Regions from separate parts of the Danio rerio genome. Here region 2 is linked to region 1. A link is a contact called in public Micro-C data. All regions are on one chromosome and are shown on one strand. Each heading gives the region's core, a stretch centred on a gene start, on an enhancer-like site or on the middle of the called end of the contact. The rest is flanking DNA. Distances are from core to core; before and after follow the strand shown.

Region 1 (3,736 bases), core at 72-2,571:
GGTTTTTTTATTTTTATTTTTTTATTTAAATTCATTATAATTATTTGGTATTTATGCATTTATTGTTTTGTTGAGTTAATGAATGAGAGGTTAGAGGATGGGATTAATAATGGACAATACATCACTGTATACCTCTCAATATTTAATTTGTATTGTCATACAAAAGACCCATAAAAAAGATTGAAATAAAATATATTATATGACGCTACCAGAGGCCCTTCTCTTTTTTATTTCACTCCTTTTGTATGAAGCCACTGCTGAGTATTTAGCAGATAGGTTTGATGTTGCGTCTGACAGGTATCGGATGCCTACAAAGGAGCAGTATTGGCAGAGACAGGGTGGCGTCAGGGGACCTAACAAAGAGAGGAATTATCCTCTGCTCTTCTCAAACCACTCTCCTGAGCCTGAGAAAAGACCTCCGAGCTTTTTCTGCCCACTGTTGTAGTATGGGGGCTTTCGGTCTTTAATGGTTCAAGGACCCCCGACCAGACTCTCCACCAACCCAAAGACCTCTTTATACAAGAGTTTTCAGTCTGCCTAAAAACGGCCAAATTCTGGCATTCTTGTGACAAACATTCTAAAATGTAGTTCAGGACATCTATATTTCTTGTATAAAGACTTTTAATAAAGATTTATACAGTAGAAAAATTTATATTTTAAATGTGTCTATTAAAAAGAAATTTAAATTTGTATTCACTTTAATAACATTTTCATTTATTACTTTTAATTACATTTTTAAAATACAAAATGTGGGGTAATTTAATAACATGTGACTTTTTAAAATGATTTATGATTAATTTAAAAATGAGTATAAATATAAATAAGAACTAACGTTACACCAATGGTCATATTTATTAAAAAGTTAGAAATTAAACTTTGTTAAATGGTCATCAGCAACTAAGTTTTTAATATTTTTATTTATAAAAAAAATACATTTATAAACTTCACATTACATCAATTTCGAATTAATTTACAACTTGTAATAACTAGTTAACGCTTATGCACAGTGTTTGTAATGTTGTGAGTAGGATAGTAATCTATGAGTAGGATAGTAAAGTTGATATTGTTTTTTTTTGTCTTCTAGTTGCCGTTCTCAGTCTCACACATTTTTTTCTTTTCTTTTCTTTTTTTTTGGAAAATCCTGAAAACACTTTTGAGAAGTTTTTCGTTTGTTATTTGAGCAAACTGGAGTTCAAAAAACGTTTTTGTGATAGTCTCTCATTCACTGCTCTCTAGGTTTACCAAACTATTATGACTTCCACTGCTGAGAAATCTAGAAATGTGAAAATGGTCTGTTTTTAACCAGTACTCATTTTTTGAGTGTGGACACCATCTAGTGGAAGACATTTTCAGTACAACAATAATACAACATGGAACGCCTTACAAAAAAATATACCATGACACAGCATTTTTATAACATGGCATCAAATTAGGTTCCTTGACATGTACCATGGAAATAAATAATTATTATTATATTCAAGCATGATGGAAAAATGCACATAAATATGATCACACCATGTCCAAAATTTGTTGTAATACCCTTGTCCCCTTACAGGAAAATAAGTGTGCCAGCATGATGAACAAAAAAGAAGATATTTTGAAGAATGTTAGAAAACAGTGACCATTGACTTCTATAGTAGGAAAAACAAACACTATGTTAGTTAGTTCACCAGTTTTTGATATTTTTCAAAACATCGATTTTTTGGGTGAACTATATTTTTAATGCCAGGATATATGAAGTACTTGAAAACACAAATCTAATGTCACTGTCAGTAAAATATCAATTATCATCCTTCCTTTGATCTTGAATGACATAGTGCAGACAAACTGTGCAAACGGCAGCATTTTACCTGATCAATGACACTGATGGCATCTCTGATGTTGATTTTCTGATAGGCTTCCCACAGTTCACTCTTATGGTAGACAGACTTTCTCAGGAGCAACTTACTCAAATAGTTCTTGTCAAATTGCTCCCACCTAAATAAAAAAAAGTGAATTACAAACACTAACCGTGCTCTTGAATAATTGCAGAGCACATCCTCCATCCTAATAATAGATTCAGTTGTCATCTAGATTTAGTATTGAATCACTCACTTGTCCCTCCAGTGATGATAGCCATTCAGTCCAGCGATGTCCTCCACAGCTGCCAGAATGTGGTCGAAGGCCTGAAGACAGGAGGATAGATGTTTATCTCATTTTATTTTTGTATTTACTTAAGATGATTTATTACATCATGTCTACATTCAAGGCTAATTGCATGGCAAAAACAAATATACATACAGTTGACATCAAAATGATTAGCCCTCCTGTGAAATATTTCCCAAATGATGTTTAACAGAGAAGGGAATTTTTCACAGTATTTCCTATAATATTTTTTCTTCTTGAGAAAGTCTTGTTTGTTTTAGTTCGGCTAGAATAAAAGCAGTTAAAAAACAAAAAGATTTTAAAGTCAATTTTATTAGCCCCTTAATCTAATTATTATAGTCTATAGAACAAACCGTCCTTATACAATGAGTTGCCTAATTACCCTAACCTACCTTGTTAACCTAATTAACCGAGTTAAGCCTTTAAATTGCAATTTAAGCTGAATACTAGTATCTTGAAAAATATCTAAAAAAATATGATGTACTGTTATCATAGCAAAGATAAAATAAATCAGTTATTAGAAATGAGTTATTAAAACTATTATGTTTAGAAATGTGTTGAAAAAGTCTACTCTCAATAAAGAGAAGAACAAAAATATACAAGGGGTTTAATAATTCTGACTTCAACTGTATATTATTTATATTAATTGAGCAGACAAGGAAAATCAATTGGAAGGAATTTACATTTATGTAGTGCATTTTTGTTGTGTATTGTCATACACCCAAAACGCTTTACAGTCATATGAGGTCTTTCAATGTGAATGCAGAAATAAGAATTTAAGTACTTGAATGAACTAAGATGTACTTGAATAAAAAAAATACTTTGCAGACATCTTTAAACATCTGTAAGTTTTTTTTAAATATTAAATGAAGTGGCAATTTGTTCATTTTTGCAATTTAAATAAAAATTAGTTTTTGGTCTATGCAACATTCATTCATTTATTTTCCTTCGGCTTCCCATAATTACCAGGGGTCGCCACAGCAGAATGAACCGCCAACTATTCCAGCATATGTTTTACACAGCAGATGCCCTTCCAGCCACAACCCAGTACTGGAAAACACCCAAACACTCACATTTACACACACACACACACACACACACACACACACACACACTAATACACTACAGCATAGGTATCAAACTGGATTCTTATGGGGCCACAGCTCTGCACAGTTTTGCTCCAACCCTATTCAAACACACCTGATACAACTTATCAAGGTGTTCAAGGGTAGTCTAGACCACCTTGATTTGTTAGATCAGGTGTGTTTGATTAGGGTTGAGCAAAACTGTGCAGAGCTGTGGCCCTCCAGGAATTGAGTTTAAGACCTATGCACTACGGCCAATTTAAATAATCCAATTTACTTATAAAGCATGTCTTTGGACTGTGGGGAAAACTAGAGCATTTGGAGGAAACCCACACCAACACGGCGTGAACATGCAAACTCCACACAGAAATGCCAACTGGCCCAGCTAGGATTCGAACCAGCGACAGTCTTGCTGTGAGGTGACAGTGCTAACCACTGAGCCACCGTGCCGCATCTATATAACAGGAAATATCTATTTCTCTTCCGTTTTTTTTTCTCATACCCTG
Region 2 (4,312 bases), core at 1,761-4,260, 140 kb before region 1:
CAGAAAAGGTTTCATTCAGATGAGCCAGTTTATCTTATTTTTTTTACTACACTGAACATAAAGATGTTTTTAAAAGTAGGACTTACATGTTGTATTTTTTCCTGTTGGAAGTCTTTCCTATAAGTTTTAAACTTTCCTATATCATTTAAACAATTTTAATCACCAAAAAAAAAAAAAATTAATAACTCACTTACTTTCATTTGGCGTATTCTCTGCTTTATCAGTGGTCACCACAGTGCAATGAACTTTCTAATTATTCTCTACTCCACTAAAAAGCATTTTGACCAAAAAAAAAACAAAACAAAAAAACAAAATGCAAATAAAAATAAATTAAATAAAAACAAAAATTAAAAACTAGTGCAGGGCGATGCAGTGGCGCAGTAGGTAGTGCTGTTGCCTCACAGCAAGAAGGATGCTAGTTCGAATCTCAGCTGGGTCAGTTGGCGTTTCTGTGTGGAGTTTGCATGTTCTCCCTGTGTTTGCGTGGGTTTCCTCCGGGTGCTCCGGTTTTCCCCACAGTCCAAAGACATGCAGTACAGGTGAATTGGGTAGGCTAAATTGTCCGTAGTGTATGAAAGAGTGTGTGTTGATGTTTCCCAGTGATGGGTTGCAGCTGAAAGAGCATCCTCTGCATAAAAAACATGCTGGCAGTTCATTCCACTGTGGCGACCCCAGATTATAAAACGGACTAAGCCAAAAAAAAACGAATGAATGAACACTAGTGCAATCTTACATACAGAAAATACAGGTTTACAATGTGCTGATCAGAACTAGGATCCAGTACCAAGCTGGGAGTAGGGGGTGGGGACTTAATCAGAAAGAGCAGGGTCAAGCTGAAGAGTCTGAACATGTTTGCGAAGGGTTTCCCACAGTTTCATCAAAATAGTGCTAGGTCTGTGAAGAGAGTACCTAATTTTCTTTACATTTATAAAATAAAGAATATTTCTTATCCAGCAAGTGTGGGAAGGAGGGTAATGGCTTCTCCAATTTAGAAGAATTAATAGCCTAGCCAGAAGGGTTAAGAAGGCTATAAGTCTACAAAATGAGAGGGTAAAGTATGGCCAGGTGGGAGAACCCCAAATTAACCAATAATTGGACAAGGTGGAATATCAACAGTGGTAATACCATGAGAGGAACATTTGCCTCTAAAAAGAAAGCAGGGAAGACAAGACTAAAACATATGGATAAGAGTAGCTGAACCAGAATGACACCTGTCGCATTTAGGGTCAATAGACAGGTTGATGCGAGCATACACTCCAAAAAAAATTTTTTTGAATGAATGAGTTGTGTGGAACTCAGCATTTTTTACAGTGCACCTGCTCTCTGGTAAAAAATTTTTACCGGCGGTTACCCTTCCAGCCACAACCCAGGACTGAGAGTGCAACCATTTAGAGCTATATAGAGGAAACTCATATGAGCATTAGAACATGCAAACTGCACACAGAAAGAGCTCTTGGTCCAGCTGGGATTCAAACCAGTAAGCTTCTTACTTTAGGGTAGGCAATTGGTTACCATTGCTGCCTCAAATCAAGTACTGCGGTATTTTGCTAAATATTTTGGCATTTAAACATCTTTGAATATACAGATTTAATATGGCATTTAAACAACTTTCATAAAATCATGTAAATGAACAAAACTGATCACAAAGATTTGAAATAATATTTGACATCTAAAATCCTTTAACTATGAAAAAACAAAACATCCTGTCATTTGAACAACATTAATTATAACATATATTATGGCAGTTAAAGAACATTCACAAAGGTGTAAAATAAAACACTTCAACATTGTCGATTACAAAAAACTAAATCATGATATAATGGCATCTGACTAGCTTTAGCCATTTAAGATGCAAGCCATTTTGACCATTTCGAACAAACAATTATTTACCTAAAAAGAAAATCAAATATATGTAATCTGAAAAATTTGACAATTTCAAATATATCCAAACTTCTAACTACTGTTCATCAACAGGACTTTCCAGGTTATTTCCATCCTGCGGTCCACCACCCTGCAAGGCGTCTTCTTTCATTTGAAGTGTTTGTGTTCCCAAGTCTTGAAACAGCTTCACTATCCCTGCCTTCTTCAGACTTCCATGGAAGGTTCTGGAAGCAAAAGCGTACAACACAGGGTTGACTGAGCTACTTATAAAAGCAAGAGATCCAAAAATGAAGATAGCGCTATCTGATATAGCAGATGCTTCTTCTGATTCTCCTCTTAGAATATCCACCAGACTTATTACATTAAGGACATGATGAGGTAGCCAACACAAAATGAAGGCCACGACCACTCCACCAATGAGGAAAACGGATTTCTTCTTGGCCCTGAAGCGCACCTTTCGGAGCTGTGCGGCAACTTGGCAGTAACAGATCGCAAGTGTAAAAAATGGAATGACAAAGCCAAGAAGAGTCTCCAAACACATACAAAAGACTTCAAAAGACAAGGAGTTGTAGACCCGGTGCAGGCAGTGTCCTGTGCCATCATCCTCATCATCTAAAGACTGGGTCAGGATGACTGGAATCCCCAAAAGTAATGACAGGATCCAGGTCACTAGCAGTAGTCTGAACATGGCCGTCTCATTTTTCCAGGACAGCATCTTGAATGGGTACCTGATAGCCAGGAATCGCTCCACACTCATGATGGTGATGATGAAGACGCTGCTATACATGCAGGAATAGATGATGTAGACCATGGCTTTACAGGCAGCCTTTCCGAACACCCAGGACCGGGCCAGCGAGTAGATCCACAGCGGCAGGGTGATCAGCACCAGAAGGTCTGCAATGGACAGATGAAGGATGAGCAGCACCGTGTGTGAACGCTGTTTTACATGCTTCAGGATGGTCCACACCACCAGCAGGTTCCCCGGGGTGCCCACTAGAAAACACACAGCCAGGATCACACAGGCAGCAGTGCTCCCTGCAGTCGACCAACCATCCTGCTCTGCGTCAGTCTCACCAGATAGAGAGGAACTGTTCATGTTGTCCAGTTTCAGAGAATCACAGTTCTGACTGAAACTGCATTTGAGTTCCGTATGTTTTAGCTTGCAAAGCAACCCGTTTTTGACAATATGACAGAAAGAGGAGGAGACAAGTGGCATGCCCACGCTTTACAGAAGTCATTTCTTTCGTAATTATGTTGTGCTTTACCTACTGAAAACCGATCTGTATGAACAAGCAGGATACAGATTGAGATAAGTAAGAATTTACTGTAAAACAAAACCAAAAGGACAAATGCAGGGAACCTGGGAATTGTCATGACTTTGTCAGAAATGAGTCACCATCACACACGAGCACCACCCTCCAGAGTTTCTGTCAAAAATACAAGGCCTTTACAGAGGATGTAGTAAGGATACACTAGGATCAGGGGTGTTGCCATCAATTCTGGGCCCTATGAACAAATATTAGAACTGAGCCCCATAAGTGAAGAGCGGGGGGCAGTGTCCTAAGTAAAGGTGGGGGGATTCCCAACATTCCAATCAACCAATCAGATTTGATGAAAATTGTTACAGGGTTAAAAAAAAGGTTGTCTACAGTTCTTATTCACCAATCCTTTCCTCCATGTTCTAGGGGTAAGTTATGGTTAGGATTGTGTTTTAGGGTATTGGCGGGGTCAGGACAAAGTATTAGGAATGAACTCTTGTCACTTATGTGGGTAAAGTTGACGGATCCAGTTTGGGCAAGTAGACTTGAGCACTGTCAAGTCTACATTACATGAAACATGAAAGATGACAAAAGTAACAATATGCAGTTAAAATAAAAGGACATTCATGAACATCTCCAATAGAAACTTGACTGTTTAAGAACGTGGGCATGATACGGTGAACTCGGACAAAACTAAAACCCCAAAATCACAAACTTCTCTGCAATATAGTGCACTCAAAAATGATGTTTGTTGAAATGACTTATTTAAAATGAGCTAAAACAACACAACTTTTCAATTTTTGGAACAACTTAATTGTTTTATGTTCAATCCACTTAAATTTCAGAAACTAATAAGTTAACTTAATTCCTTCATGTTGTCTTAACACAAATCGATTATGTAAAACCCAGCATTTTTACGGTGTAAGTCAAAAACAGTATGCAAGCTGTGTACGTCTGTGTTCAACTGCTAATACTTCAATTGAGATTCTGCATTTGTGGCCAAATGATTGGAAAGTCAGATTGGTAATCCATAGATTGCAGGTTCAATTCCAAGTACCCAGCAGTTGAATTTGGGGGAGTGCAGCAAGTGCCACCTTCAGTATCCATTGTGTTGCCTTTGAGCAAATTCTAATTGCACTGCAAGCAATGGCCACTTCTCTGGGTGTGTGTAG

The links. Hi-C and Micro-C count contacts between places; a contact is called where the count stands out from the background.
Region 2: a Micro-C map of caudal fin shows a contact between it and region 1, with 4 times the contacts expected there. The contact joins the promoter of si:dkey-148a17.5 here to the enhancer-like site in region 1. A contact is called at or near these places in 2 of 18 Hi-C or Micro-C datasets (caudal fin and fibroblasts).

Annotation. Positions count from the first base shown.
Region 1 is chr7:34,754,601-34,758,336 of GRCz12tu, reverse strand. slc9a5 (solute carrier family 9 member A5) reads right to left here. Exons shown (of 16, transcript NM_001113472.1): 9 at 2,095-2,165; 10 at 1,851-1,977. Among named protein-coding and RNA genes, the nearest start is that of plekhg4, 11 kb to the left of the region's middle. Within about 2 kb of position 1,321, at least 2 of the 62 cell types and tissues checked have an H3K27ac peak or open chromatin away from gene starts, as enhancers often do. A contact at or near this core is called in caudal fin, where this site is marked.
Region 2 is chr7:34,894,925-34,899,236 of GRCz12tu, reverse strand. si:dkey-148a17.5 reads right to left here and starts at 3,010. Exons shown (of 1, transcript NM_001328693.1): 1 at 1,578-3,010. The coding sequence starts at 2,977. The coding sequence ends at 1,958.